2 separate regions of the Zea mays genome follow, and region 1 is linked to region 2. The links are chromatin contacts, called in public Hi-C maps. All regions are on one chromosome and are shown on one strand. The core of a region is the stretch at or near the end of the contact, and the rest is flanking DNA. Distances in the headings are between cores, read along the strand shown.

Region 1 (7,184 bases), core at 2,181-4,680, 360 kb before region 2:
ATGATAATAAGGATACATGAAATAAGAGAATTATTCCTAACCCAATTTGCACTCCAAAATTTAAAAAAAAAGGAGGAAGGAAATGAAGATTTTACAATACAAATAAAATTATAAATAAATAACTTCATTGCAGCTGGTATGATCAAAATAAATAATTGATCAATGTACAAAGGTGCCACAAAGTTTGAATTTGGAAAGGAGGAAAAGATAAAAGAAAAGAAAAATAAAAAGAAAAAGAAATTCAACCCGTTGTCCAGTGTGTGCTGTGCGCTGTGTCCTGGGAAAGTTCCCCTGAGACCCCTGACTTTCTCTAAATTTGAGGCCCAGTCCAGTCAACTCGAAAAATCAGAGGAATAAAATAGAAATGGATTTTTAGTGAATAAATAATTGCTGGAAACTTGTTTAATTTGTAGAAAATCCATTTTTAGTCCAAATTAATCTATTCCAGTTTCTAAAATTTTGTAATATTATTCCCTACCACTTAGAGTCTCTGTTTTGTCATAAAAGCAGTAACAAAAATAATTTCTCATTTAATCCTATTTTAAGCACATAAAACTTTTAGAAATTCATATCTTAAAATTTATAACTCCAAAAATTATGATTCCTGTTCCTAGGATTCTATTTTAATATGTAGATTATTACTGTGTATTTTGTTTACATGTTTGGTGTGATGTTGATTTTCCCTGTATATTGTGCTTGTTTGTATTGTGGCGAGTAGAAGAGCCTGTGACTGAGGATCCTGGTGAGCAGCAGATAGAAGTAGCTGAGCAGGAGCTCATTGAAGGCAAGTTGTGCCCTTGACCACTTTTTACCCAATAATGTTCTTTAATGTCACTTATTCATGCATAGGTTAATTTTTACCACAAAGCGAGGAGTTTGATCTGATCTAGGTAGCGTTTCTGAGTTGACATTGGCGCCAACGACGATCCTTAGTTCGTTTTATATTTATATTTTATTTTGTAATAAGACTTCCGCTATGTAATAAATACTCTGATGTTTTATGACATTCATCTCTATACACTCTGTTATTATATATGTTGTCTTCTTGGCGCATGTATGAGATGCACCTGGCTTTGTTCCTTAAAGCCGGGTGTGACAGTAGCACATCTGGTGGTGCAACGATCCGGTGTACTACCTCGCTAATGAGCCCGGGGTGTACTTCATTTGACAGCCCAACCAAGAGTCATACGTACTCACCATGTTGCGCGCGTTCGACGACTACTATATCAAGGATTATAGCGTCATCTCGGCGCTGGAGTTTACACAGTGGATGACCGACAACAATGACCACTCGCCATCGTCGGGGTAGCTTTTGTGCCGATCTGCCTTTAATTCTCTTCGCAAACACACACTTGCCTTTTTATTTAAGCAAGCGTGTATGATGGTGCGTGCCTGATGACTAACGATGTACGACGGGACTTATACCGGCAGGTGTGGCACGTGCTCTCTAATGATGAGACCATACAAATCGTGACATATATCGAAGTCTGCATGACACTGATGGTTGCAATGTAGTAGTGAAACAACTAAATTAAAATAACAAAATTTATGTATGGCTAGGATCACAAATGGACTATAAAATATTTTTATAACAATATAAGACATATTTTATATATAAGTTATCATGGTATTAGATGATCCCGTTGCAACGCACGGGTACTCATCTAGTTATTCAAAAAAGTAATTTAGTTCATACGAAGATCTTTTCGCTTTTCACTTAGTCTCTTTAATTTCTTTATTATAACACATATGTAATTTTAAATCTTGGAAAAACATTCTCTAGATTACTCAAAATACTATTTTGAGGTGTTACAAAAAACCTAGTTTGCACATTTTAAATTGCTTATTTACATAGGTTTTATTCTAAGAATTTATTTGTGGCCTAGTTTAGATATAGTTTTTAGAAGCTCTAATTCAGCCCCCTCTTAGGCGTCATTGTTTCCTACACCCCCTTATCGTCGAGCCCATTGTGGGCTCAAAGCACCTCTCCAAGGTGTTGATGGAGAGAGGAAGTGGCCTCACTAACATGTATGTTGAGACTTGTCGTTAGATTACACTTGTCGTTTATGCTTGGGATGATACTGGATGTGTAGCCACGGATGAGCTAAAAAGCCTCTATGTTATTGTAAACAAAATTTATTTCGCTTCTGTGCTAAGTATGCTTACCATTGGTGCAATATGGATCATAGTTGCAACACCATCATGATCACATCCTTGAGGATAACTCGTGCTATTAGTTTATTGGGAAATGCCAGGATTGACTTCCTCCGTGAGGATTTCACACACTTAATCATAGAGCAGCACATTATCCAAGGTCACTTATGCTATCTCCAACAGCCTTGTGATCCCACCTCCTATCGTACTTACTATTTCAAACTCCATTATAAACAGTACAAAACAATGTTTTGCACGACTATATGTACACACGCTCTGGTGAGCACGACCTTAAATCTCCCGACCAGTTTGATTCCAACTAGCAGTTGGTTACTAAAAAAATTAGTAGAAATCTTTGTTTGATACTTCATTTAATGTCTTATCTATTACCCAGCGAACATTAGTGTTCTAAATCTTATCACTTGCTAGCTAGCAAGTTGTACCTTGCTAAAATCTTAGTAGTAGCCAGCACCCCTATTTATACTAATGGAACACCTCTTATTAATTCCTACTTTCTTCGTTGTAAATCATGAATTATTTAAAACAACTTACCATTTCGAGTGGAAGAGTAATTGCTAACTATTAGTAACTAGTAAGATGGATCTAAACATGAGTTAGCATATTCTATCTCCCTTATAAAATATGGCATGGTTACAAGACTTTATTTATACTTTTTTCCATTCCAAATTATAAGTTATTCCACTACACCCGGATATATAGTAAGAATCTAGATATACTATATATGTATCACGAGGAGCACGCGCTCTTGAGCTCTGCACCAAGACAGACGGATACGGCTTATCTTCCGAATTCCGATCTCTGACTCCATGGCACGTCATGCCATACGCATGTACGCCATTAATGAAGGCCGAGAGAGACGGCTAGCCGCACGAGGGCAAAGCAGCCAAGGACAACAAACAATCCGGCCCGTCACGTCCGTACCCCGTTTCTTCGTCTCTAGCTGTTTCACATGGAAAAAGAATCCTTGCTTCCGCGCGGCTGAAAGTGACGGCGGAAGAGTCCGAGTTTTGCATTCGTATCTGGCCTTTTTTGCGTTACCTGCCCGGCTGCCCCACGAGAACGCTAGTCGCAAATTTTGCGTTTCTCAGCTCGCATCGGTCGGTCCGCGCTGTGGTGTCGGGCATTTCTGATGGATGCGATGAGAAAAAAAGAAGTATATCGTCGAAACCGGATCCGCACGCCGCTGGAGCCGCTACAGTGCACTTCCCTGCATAAAATGCGGGTCAGCCTAGCATACCTACCCGGCTGGCAGTGCCGCTAGCCCGCTACAGTGCCCTCCATGCAAAATACAGCGCTCAAGACAACAGCAGCGAATGCCAATGCCAATTAATAACTAGCTACTGTCTCGTCCGTCCAGGAAATAGGCCGGAGAAGGAGACGCCTCGGCCTCTCATTGCTGGGTGCGCTCCATGTTAGCGGCCGTAATGGCTGATAGCGGCGATGCGGCCATGGCCGTTGTTCTTGGTAAGAACTAGGAGAGGAGACGGCCGAACCTTTTATTTGCTTGCTCGTATAGATCCTTTCCTCTTTCTTGCTTCCGTATCGCTAGATCTCAGCTGTTGGTTGGATCAATGGTTTGCCATACCTGCTGATAATATAACGAGCTTGCTCTTATTGGTTGCCTCGATCGCATGGCAGGCTGGTCGTCATCTTGGATCTGCGGGGAAGAGGACGGCGGGCGGCTCACCCTCACCGTCGCGTCCAAGTGCGTGCAGAGGACACTCATAGACTGCGTCAATGTGGTCCTGTTCATCGCGTACGTCTGCACGCTGGCTGCCGCCTGCGTCAGGCGGCGGCAGCGCTCTGCAGATGCGAGCAGCGGGAGGAGCGGCGCTCCTAGTAGGTGGGTGCTGCTCGTCGTCTCCACGTGCTGCGTGGCAGCTGCCGTGGCCTACTGTGTCACGGCTCTCCAAGACGCCTACGACATCAAGACGGCGGTTCCTTACTTCGTCAGGGGCCTGGTCTGGATCGCGCTGGCGGCCTCGCTGCACGCCCAGCCGACGAGGCCGGCGAGGGTCGTGGCCGTGCTCTGGTGGGTGCTCTTGTCGCTGCTGGCCACCGCGTACAATTCGGAGATCCTTGCCGGGGGGCACAGCCTGGACCTCGCGGAGATGATTGCGTGGCCGGTGAGCCTCCTCCTGCTGCTCTGCGCCCTCGGCTCCCTGCTGCCGCGGGGCGACGGGCACCACTACCGGGACGCCTCCAACGGCAGCAGCGGCTTGTCGGAGCCTCTGATCGGCAATGACAGAACCGTGCCAACCTCGGAGTTGTACCGCGCTGGCCTGTTCGGCCAGCTTGCCTTCTCGTGGTTGAACCCTCTGCTCCGTGTCGGCCGCTCCAAGGCGCTGGACCTCGGCGACATCCCGCTCATCGCCACCGACGACACCGCGCACCACACGTCGCAGCAGTTCACGGAGGCCTGGAGCCGCCACGTGAGCGACAAAGCCAGGAGCCGCCGGGGCGTGGGCAGCAACAGCCTCGCCCTCGTCTTGGGCAAGTGCTTCCTCAGCGAGATCCTGCTCACCGGCTTCTACGCCTTCCTGAGAATGCTGTCCATAGCAGTTGCCCCCCTGCTGCTCTTCGGGTTCGTGTGGTACAGCAACCAGGAGGAACGAGACCTCCGGGTCGGCCTGTCCCTTGTCGGCTGCCTGCTGCTCGCCAAGCTCGTGGAGTCGCTGTCGCAGCGGCATTGGTTCTTCAGCTCGAGGAGGACCGGGATGCGTATCCGGTCAGCGCTGATGGCGGTCATCTTCCAGAAGCAGCTCAGGCTGTCCATTCAGGGGAGGAACAACCACTCCACTGGCGAGATTGTCAACTACATTGCGGTTGATGCGTACCGGCTTGGCGACGCCATCAGCTGGCTGCACATGGGGTGGACCTCGCCACTTCAGCTCGTCTTTGCAGTTGCCACGCTCTTCTGGGCACTCAAGCTTGGGGCTCTTCCTGGTCTAGTCCCGCTAGTCATCTTTGGTTTCCTCAACGTGCCATTCGCGAAAATGCTGCAGGGGTACCAGGCCAAGTTCATGGTTGCACAGGACGAGAGGCTCCGGTCCACGTCGGAGATACTCAACAGCATGAAGATCATCAAGCTGCAGTCGTGGGAAGACAAGTTCCGCAGCACGATCGAGTCGCTCAGGGACGGCGAGTTCAAATGGCTGAGGCAGACCCAGATGAAGAAGGCCTATGGTGCAGTCATGTACTGGATGTCCCCGACGGTCGTCTCTGCTGTCATGTACACAGCAACGGCCATCATGGGGAGTGCTCCCCTGAATGCTAGCACGCTCTTCACGGTCTTGGCCACCCTGAGGGTAATGTCTGAGCCAGTGAGGATGCTTCCGGAGGTCCTCACAATGATGATCCAGTACAAGGTGGCATTAGATCGAATTGAGAAGTTCCTTCTCGAAGACGAGATCAGAGAGGACGATGTGAAAAGGGTACCTTCAGATGACTCTGGTGTCAGAGTTCGAGTCCAAGCCGGAAATTTCAGCTGGAAGGCAAGCGGAGCTGATCTGTCACTGAGGAATGTTAACCTTCGCGTGAACCGAGGAGAGAAGGTGGCCGTATGCGGCCCAGTTGGCTCAGGGAAATCTTCACTCCTGTATGCATTACTTGGGGAGATACCAAGATTATCAGGATCAGTAAGTGACCAGGGACTGAATGTTTTTTTTCTCTTTACGAAATAAAAGATTTCAAACATGTGTTGTAACTGAGAAAACAACAAACTTATATTTTGCAGGTTGAAGTTTTTGGTTCAGTAGCATACGTTTCACAGAGCTCGTGGATACAGAGTGGGACTGTTCGTGACAACATACTCTTTGGGAAGCCTTTCAACAAGGAACTGTATGATAAGGCGATCAAATCTTGTGCTCTGGACAAGGATATCGAAAATTTTGACCATGGAGACCTCACAGAGATCGGTCAGAGAGGACTGAACATGAGTGGAGGCCAGAAGCAAAGGATTCAGCTGGCTCGAGCCGTCTACAGTGATGCAGATGTTTATCTACTGGATGACCCATTCAGTGCAGTTGATGCGCATACCGCTGCAGTCCTTTTCTATGTATGCTGCAGATAAGCTCCTCGAACTTTATCCATGAAATGGTATGTTTTCTGCTTCACGTAGTACTAAGGCCAATGTTCATGCAGGAATGTGTGATGACAGCACTTGCAGAGAAGACTGTCGTCCTTGTGACCCACCAGGTTGAATTTCTGACTGAAACCGATAGGATTCTGGTAAGTTGATACTCTCAACACAATCGCTTGTGATTCTTTATATCAGAGGTCCTCAGTTCATAATCTACAATGCGTTCAACAGGTAATGGAAGGTGGTCAAGTTAGTCAACAAGGGAAATATTCAGAACTCCTGGGATCTGGGACAGCATTTGAGAAACTGGTGTCTGCTCACCAGTCTTCGATCACAGCATTGGATACCAGTGCTAGCCAACAGAACCAAGTTCAAGGGCAACAAGAGTCTGATGAATACATAGTGCCAAGTGCGCTTCAGGTTATAAGGCAGGCCAGCGACATCGACGTGACCGCAAAGGGCCCTTCAGCAGCAATACAGCTTACAGAAGAGGAAGAGAAGGGCATTGGCGACCTGGGATGGAAGCCATACAAAGAATATATAAATGTATCCAAGGGGGCTTTCCAATTCTCTGGCATGTGTATTGCTCAAGTGCTCTTCACGTGCTTCCAGATCGCATCCACATATTGGTTGGCAGTGGCTGTTCAGATGGGTAACGTCAGTGCTGCACTTCTTGTTGGGGCATATTCTGGACTCTCTATCTTCAGCTGCTTCTTTGCCTACTTTAGAAGCTGTTTTGCGGCTATTCTGGGTCTCAAGGCCTCCAAAGCATTCTTTGGCGGGCTAATGGACTCCGTATTCAAGGCTCCCATGTCATTTTTTGACTCAACACCAGTGGGAAGAATTTTAACGAGGGTATGGTTGTTATTTTATTTTACCGTATTTGTTCAAATAAGATCATAGTAAGATAGTAGTACTAACGTTTTTC
Region 2 (6,744 bases), core at 107-2,606:
TCCTCATCATCTTCATATATTTCTATTTCTTCAGGATCTTCCTCGTATTCAGGATCTTCCTCTGCCATATTTGCATCAGCTGCAGGTTTATCGAGAACAGCTTCTGAATGATCAGTGTTCATATTTTCATCACCCTCTTTTGCTGGTTCGCCATGGTTAACAATTGGATGATCTGTGCCAAGTTTTATCTGACCCTCTTTTGGCAGTTCAGCATGAACATTTGCTGATTGATCTTTGCTCATCTTTTCTTCATCCTCTTTTGTCACTTCAACGCTGCCTCCTAGGTTATCAACACTTTCAATTATAGTCTCATGCATGGTCTTGGATCGCTTCTCTGAGGATTTCTTCTCTTCTTTCTTTAGATCTTCCTCTCTCTGGCGTTTGCGTTGATTCCTCTTCACAACATAACGCCTGTACAGTTTCTGTTAAGGAAAAAGAACATGTTATGAAACATATCAATATGCCAAAAGGCCCAAAACATACTGCAGGGTGGCAACTTTCATGGTAGGATGAGCCAAATTCTGTCATACGACAGCGTCCAAACCTAGATTAATAAAAAAATTATGACTACCACACAAAAAGAAAAATGCACCATCACCACACACCAATCAAGGTTACCCATGAAAAAATAGTGACAAAACCAGTTTGCCCAGACTCTTGGATCTAAAACACTTCACCGTATTAGACTCACCACACATGATTCAGATTGCACGTGATATTTGTTAAGTCCAAAATACTTGCCAATTTATATACTCATGCTGGTGTCCAAGTAACAGTGACATGTGAAATAGTTTTAGTAGTTGATGTCTTGAAAAAGAGCACCTTCAGTCTCGTAGTGGCAAAACAAATTAGTGTGAACAAAGAATAAGAGAACAGCCACTGAATTATCAAATACTAGTGAGCAGCTGATCATTCAGAAACAAAACATAGAATCATTAGGTTTAGAAGGTATACATAAAGAGGCTGAAGGGACCACAGAACTGATGGACATAATAAACCACCAAAAAGCCGTTCGTTACATTTCACGCCAGGGTATTTTGAATTACACAACAGTACAATTAAGTCTTTTGGACATGTCACTAGAACAATTACAATAGGAGAGAATTATTTGAAGCTTAGCTAAATCATTTGCAAAGCACAAAGGATGAGAATTATTTGAAGCTTAGCTAAATCATTTGCAAAGCACAAAGGATGTACCTCAAGAAAAGACAGGATAACACAACCCATTCTGTGTTGAAGCATTTCACTGAATGACTCAGCAAACAAAGAAAGCTGAAAAAGGAATAGAAGAACAGATCAGTGTACATCCGCATGAGCTCTCAAACACAAAAAAAATGAAAAGAGACTTCAGTTACGTGGTGTGGGATGCTCAAATTTGCCAACTAGGTAGCAGCAAAACATATAAAGGTGCACAAGTAGTAGTCCCTTTTGATATATACTAACAAAAAGTAATTACAAAACACAGACCTCAAATACAGACTCCTCTATATCCTTGGCAGTATAATCTAGGAGGCCATCCAACGAAAGGGATGTTGAACGGAGCTGCAAAGCAGAATTCCTTCAGATATCATGGACAACTCATCCAAGTAAGTTTGAATAATAGAATTATATATAAAAAAAGTAAACTAAGTAGCATTTTACCCATACTTTAGATTCTTTATTCCTTTTCGTCTGAAGAATGAATCCTGGATATTTTGGTGGTTCATCAGACCTCTTCTTTTCTTTTGTGTCATTGAGTGGTTTTTGCTTTGGATCCATCTTGAGGTCTCTATTTTTCTCTTTATCATCCATTGCTTTATCCTTCTTTACATCATTTTTCATATCTTTTTGTTCCATAGCTTCCTCGTGATTACCCTTATCCTCATTTGAACTGAGGTCAGTCAATGGGTGTTCCTTTTCCTCTGGCTTCTCTTTCTGATTTGAGATATCTTCAGATGGAATTTTTGACCCTTCTTGCAGCTTAGTCTGAGGATTTCCAACATCGATTGAACTCTCAACATTTTTATCTGGCTGAACTTCTGCTTCTTGCTTACTAGTCTCGGCAGGTGTAGTAGAGGCAGTCAACTGCGAACCTGGACCCGAAACTTTCCTTTTAACAATCCTTCGAATTATTTTCTTCTTCCCAGTTTTCTTTGCTTCAGGCTGTTGACTTATGCCAGCTCCCACCTGTTGTTTTCCAGCATCCTCATTCTTTTGTTGACTCTGCCCCCCTTCTGCAGTTTTATTTGCAGATTCTGCTACAACATTCTTGTCCTCGGAACAAGATTTATCAATTGAAGGTCCTGTTGTTTTTTTCCGAACAACTTTCACAACCTTTTTTATTATTTTCTTTTTTGTGGGCTTCTTATCCCCAGCTGCATGGTCAATAGAGGAGTCACCTGTAGTTTTTACTTCAACATCCTCACCCATCTTCTGAACAGGTTCCTCAACTTTAACTTTACTGTCTCCATCATTACCTTGCTGCTTCATATCAGCATCACATTTCTCATTTTTCATATCACTGCAACCAACACCACCCTCTTTTAATTGATCAGCATCTAAACTTTTACCCTTATTCAGCTCCCCTGAAACTGTTAACAAACGACTTCAGTTTTGCTCTAATAACAGACAGGTAAAAAAAATTCAATGAGATGCAACATGGAAATCTTCCAAACCTTGCATCTGCTCTTTCGAATCACCAGGACTCTGAAACAAGGCAACACAGATTTAAAAAACTTTTAGTGAGAACTCCAAAGAAAGAAAGAAAAGTTATTCACCAAATCCATAATGGGACAAAGTAACCTTTTCCTTTTTAACAGTGAGTTCTTCCCTTTCTGCCTTTGATTTTTTGTACAGAATCCAGTTATTCTTCCATATATCCACTGAAGGCAAGCATTCAGACAAGTTTGGCACAAACAGAACAGTAATTTCTTTATGACTGAAGAGTCCATCTTTGCCTATTCTATTGTAATGTACCTGCATGTGTAAACATGCATCAGTTAATATTCCATCAACATGTAGTACGAAGTGGAGGAACTACAAGATACGTATACCATACAAATGTACAATAGCCCAACAAAGTTGTAACCTACAAGTTATCAATCATACCAAAATATGGATGTTGTGGCTATGTTACGGCAGAACTTCAGCAATGACTCGCAAGAATTTGATATCAGAGATAGACAGAAGCAAAACTATTCAAGAGAATATTGAATAGATCAAACATGCAAATTTGTTCAAATGTTAAGGCATGATTTGACTTGGCATATACACGTAATCTGATTGTCAGTAAAAACTTACAATGTTAAACTTGATATGCATCCATGCCTCAGAAATTTGACATACGGAGTGAAGTGTTGGTAGTTGTACTGGCCAGTTTATTTATCTAGCGATAGTTTTCTTAATCTTGAATATAATGCAGTGAGGAATAACATTTCATAAACATTCTTTTTAAGTTAGACATTGTCATCAAACTTGCAACATTACACAAGGCAGAAAACAATGAAAAAGGGTAGCGGTGTCAGGTACAAAGATGTTTTCCATGAGAAGACAGCATGCAGTAAGTATAAACAAAGTTTTTAAAAAATTAAGGTACTGAAACATATATATTCACAAGTACCTCGACAAAACGGTTCCAGTGGGTGCAACTAGATAGATCAACTTGAACCATTTCTTTAACACATCTGTCGAAGTACGATCATATCAGCACAACTGCAAGTTGGTCATCATACCTTGTTTGATAACAGCATACCTGATGGCAGTTTGAATCAAGCAAGAACAGTCAACTGAGGGGTCACCACCATCTATTGCTGCATTCCAAGGGCCTCCAATTGCAAATAGAGAACGATCCTTCTTGAATAAAGCAAATTTTAATATATTGTTCAAGTGCACAACTCGTTCCTCAGTACTTCTCAATGAAGTTATGTCAGCAAAGGCACCTTTGCTCATGCCACTCATCAATAGTACCTGCAAACCATCACATGTATAAGCAGCACTGCAACAGGAGTAATTTGGAAATGATTTATAAAAATCATATAACAAAAACTGTTATTCCATATGATGGTTATCACTGGAAGTGAGATAAGCTCAAGTAAGCATATCAATGCCAAAATAAGAACAGAATTTTAATGCCCTTGGGTAACTTAAGGCAGCACACAAAGTGATGCAATGATCTATTTGCAAGCAACAATAAATTGTTCTCGATATGTACAAACATTAGTATACTGCAGTTTTCTTAATGCCATAAATATTGCTGTGATTTTCAAATAATGTGGTCTTCGGCAACATCCAAACAGACCTAAAACTATATGCCATATGTTTCCTTCAGATTCACGTATACAATGTACGACAGTATAACAAGTTACTCCAGATCAGCTTATCTACTGACCACTAGAGCTACAACTTGAAACGCATACAGAAAAAACAAAATTCCTAAAAAGCAGATATAAAACTGTAGATAGAAACCTTTGCATTCCAAATGGTGGCTGGAGTATTGAAGCTTGGTGTTTTCTCAGTGGAGATAATTGCTCCTTCATCAGCATTATCATCTGAATCATGGATATCATGCTCCAAACTGGTTCACAGCAATTGTATCATAGTGCCAATTGTACAGTTAATTGGAAACATGAGAACTCCAAGAAGGAACACATGTATAACAGTATTTATGCATAGTAATGTGTTCATAAATAAAAGGAATACCTCACTGGTGTATCGAGAGGAAGATTTAAGTTTTCTTTAGCCCAGTTCAAGACAATCTGTGCAACAGCAAATTATACAAATTAGAGTGACAGAGAATGCCAAAAGCCAAGTTGAATATCGATCAGCAGCAAAAGGTAGATGAACAGAATGCCCAACCTTAGAAAATTCTGGAGTAACTGCAAGTCTGGGATACCGTTTTGTCAAGCACAGATAATCCCTCTCATCATCCACGAAGCGAAATGGAAAAACCTGCAAATAACATCATAGTTAGCATTAAGTTCACAGCAGGAAGCAAAATGAAACAATCCCATAATTGTACATAGAAAAATGTCTTGATGAAACATTAAATAAAAAAAGGAAGAGACCGGAAAAAGGAAGACAATCATTCATGGTTAATCAATCATATACTCTTGTGCAATCAAAGATCAAGGTAGACGTGAACGCTCCTCTAATTTTGGTGAAGTCATGACTTCCCATAGCACAAGAAAAAGAAAGGAAAGATTCTGTACCAGGAGAGAGAGACAAGCCTAATAGACTGGTAAAAGGAAGAATAGATGAAGATGGAAGATGGACCAGAACCAAGGAACCTTAAGATCAGAATGCATCAAGGAGGCTAGTGAAGAACTAACGATGTCAACTGATTTCAGCAATAACATTGACAAACACAGGTTTCAATTTACCTTGCAAATATATTCTCTCTTTATTTCTTTAACAGGTGAACGATGCCTTCAGCACAACAAATGAAAACATTAGTTTAAAAGCTGCACAAAAGACAAAGCAGCAACCTATTTCATCCACAAAACTGCAGAAGAGACATGGAAGTCCACCTATGCACAGCATCACGTCGAGGGGAAATTCGCCGTACAGGCTTCTCAGATCTAACAGAAGAAGACCGCCGCCGATCACCAGGGCCTCTAGGTGGAGTGTGCTCCCGCCTTGGATCAGTTCTGTGCTTCCTATCCCGCTCTCTCTCCTTCTCCCGGCGCTCACGAAGGCGTTCTCTTTCGCGCTCTCTTTCACGTTCGCGTTCGCGTTCCCTTTCTCTTTCACGTTCTCTTAGTAGTCTTTCATGATCCCTTTCCCTTTCACGTTCTCTTTCCCTTTCACGATCTCGAAAGTCCCGTAACTCACGTTCCCGTTCTCGTTCCCGTTCCCGTTCAAGTTCCTTCTCTCTTTCCAGTATTAGGTCCCTTCTGCGTTCCTCATCTCTTAGATCCAGTTCACGACGATAACCAATTCGATCAACTCTACGATCATCAACCATTGAGACGGCTGGATGTACACGGGGTAAGATGCTATCTCGGTGATCAGGGTCTGAAGATGGATGGGGCAGGCCTTTCACTGAGGCATAATCACGTCCAGGAGGAAGACCTGCACCAAAACCAGTGCCTGACGATCCTTGTCCATAGAGGCTGTCGATGTTTGTCCTTGGAGCTCCTTCCAACAATGAGGCTGATTGCTGTCTTCCATATGGAGCATTCCCAAGAATGGATATGTTGCGATTATCAGCTTCAACTCTTCCATATACACCAATTTCCTGGGATGCTTGATGGGCTGGAGCAGATCTTCCTGCAAAGTAATCGGCTTGTCTGCCAGAAATGCATACTATACTCAGTGTATGTGCTATGTTCTATTGCAGTGATAAACACACAAATGGCTGTTACTGATTAGTCTTCCAAGAATATCAATGAGAAGTACCGAAACAACTAACGGAAACAAAGGCTACGCAGAAATAGTTTAGTAAACACATGATCATTCAATTAATGCACTGTTATATCTTGTGTGACAATAAAATTCTAACAATAATCAACAACCTTCTAGATTCATTTCATATAACCTGACTGAGGCCTGAGGGTGTACCTTGTATCAGATCCGGGCTGCAGCTGACCTTTCAGGAGCTGCTGGTGGCGCATTGATGAACTCTAGAAAATTAAAAGGATTCGTTAAACAACATGCTATCAGAAAGAACAAAACAGTGGTTTCTAAGTAGGGAAACAAAAATCTACCTGCTCCATATGATCATGAACCTGTGAAAGAACAAGATGGTTACAACAGTGCACTGATTAT

What was found. Hi-C and Micro-C count contacts between places; a contact is called where the count stands out from the background.
Region 1: a contact with region 2 is called in a Hi-C map of endosperm, with 3 times the contacts expected there. The contact joins the promoter of LOC100037760 here to the enhancer-like site in region 2. A contact is called at or near these places in 4 of 25 Hi-C or Micro-C datasets (ear, endosperm and leaf).

What each region holds. Positions count from the first base shown.
Region 1 is chr9:75,288,673-75,295,856 of Zm-B73-REFERENCE-NAM-5.0, reverse strand. It overlaps LOC100037760 (multidrug resistance protein associated 1), which reads left to right and starts at 3,430. Exons shown (of 12, transcript NM_001112472.2): 1 at 3,430-3,639; 2 at 3,814-5,813; 3 at 5,912-6,232; 4 at 6,319-6,405; 5 at 6,488-7,111. The coding sequence starts at 3,585.
Region 2 is chr9:74,928,518-74,935,261 of Zm-B73-REFERENCE-NAM-5.0, reverse strand. It overlaps LOC103639973 (protein SHORT ROOT IN SALT MEDIUM 1), which reads right to left. Exons shown (of 23, transcript XM_020543866.2): 5 at 6,684-6,704; 6 at 6,538-6,599; 7 at 5,505-6,266; 8 at 5,358-5,403; 9 at 4,834-4,926; 10 at 4,678-4,733; 11 at 4,444-4,552; 12 at 3,731-3,945; 13 at 3,599-3,662; 14 at 2,782-2,955; 15 at 2,655-2,685; 16 at 1,648-2,570; 17 at 1,468-1,542; 18 at 1,198-1,272; 1 more. Among protein-coding and RNA genes, the nearest start is that of LOC103639973, 16 kb to the right of the region's middle. Within about 2 kb of position 1,356, at least 1 of the 20 cell types and tissues checked has an H3K27ac peak or open chromatin away from gene starts, as enhancers often do. A contact at or near this core is called in endosperm, where this site is marked.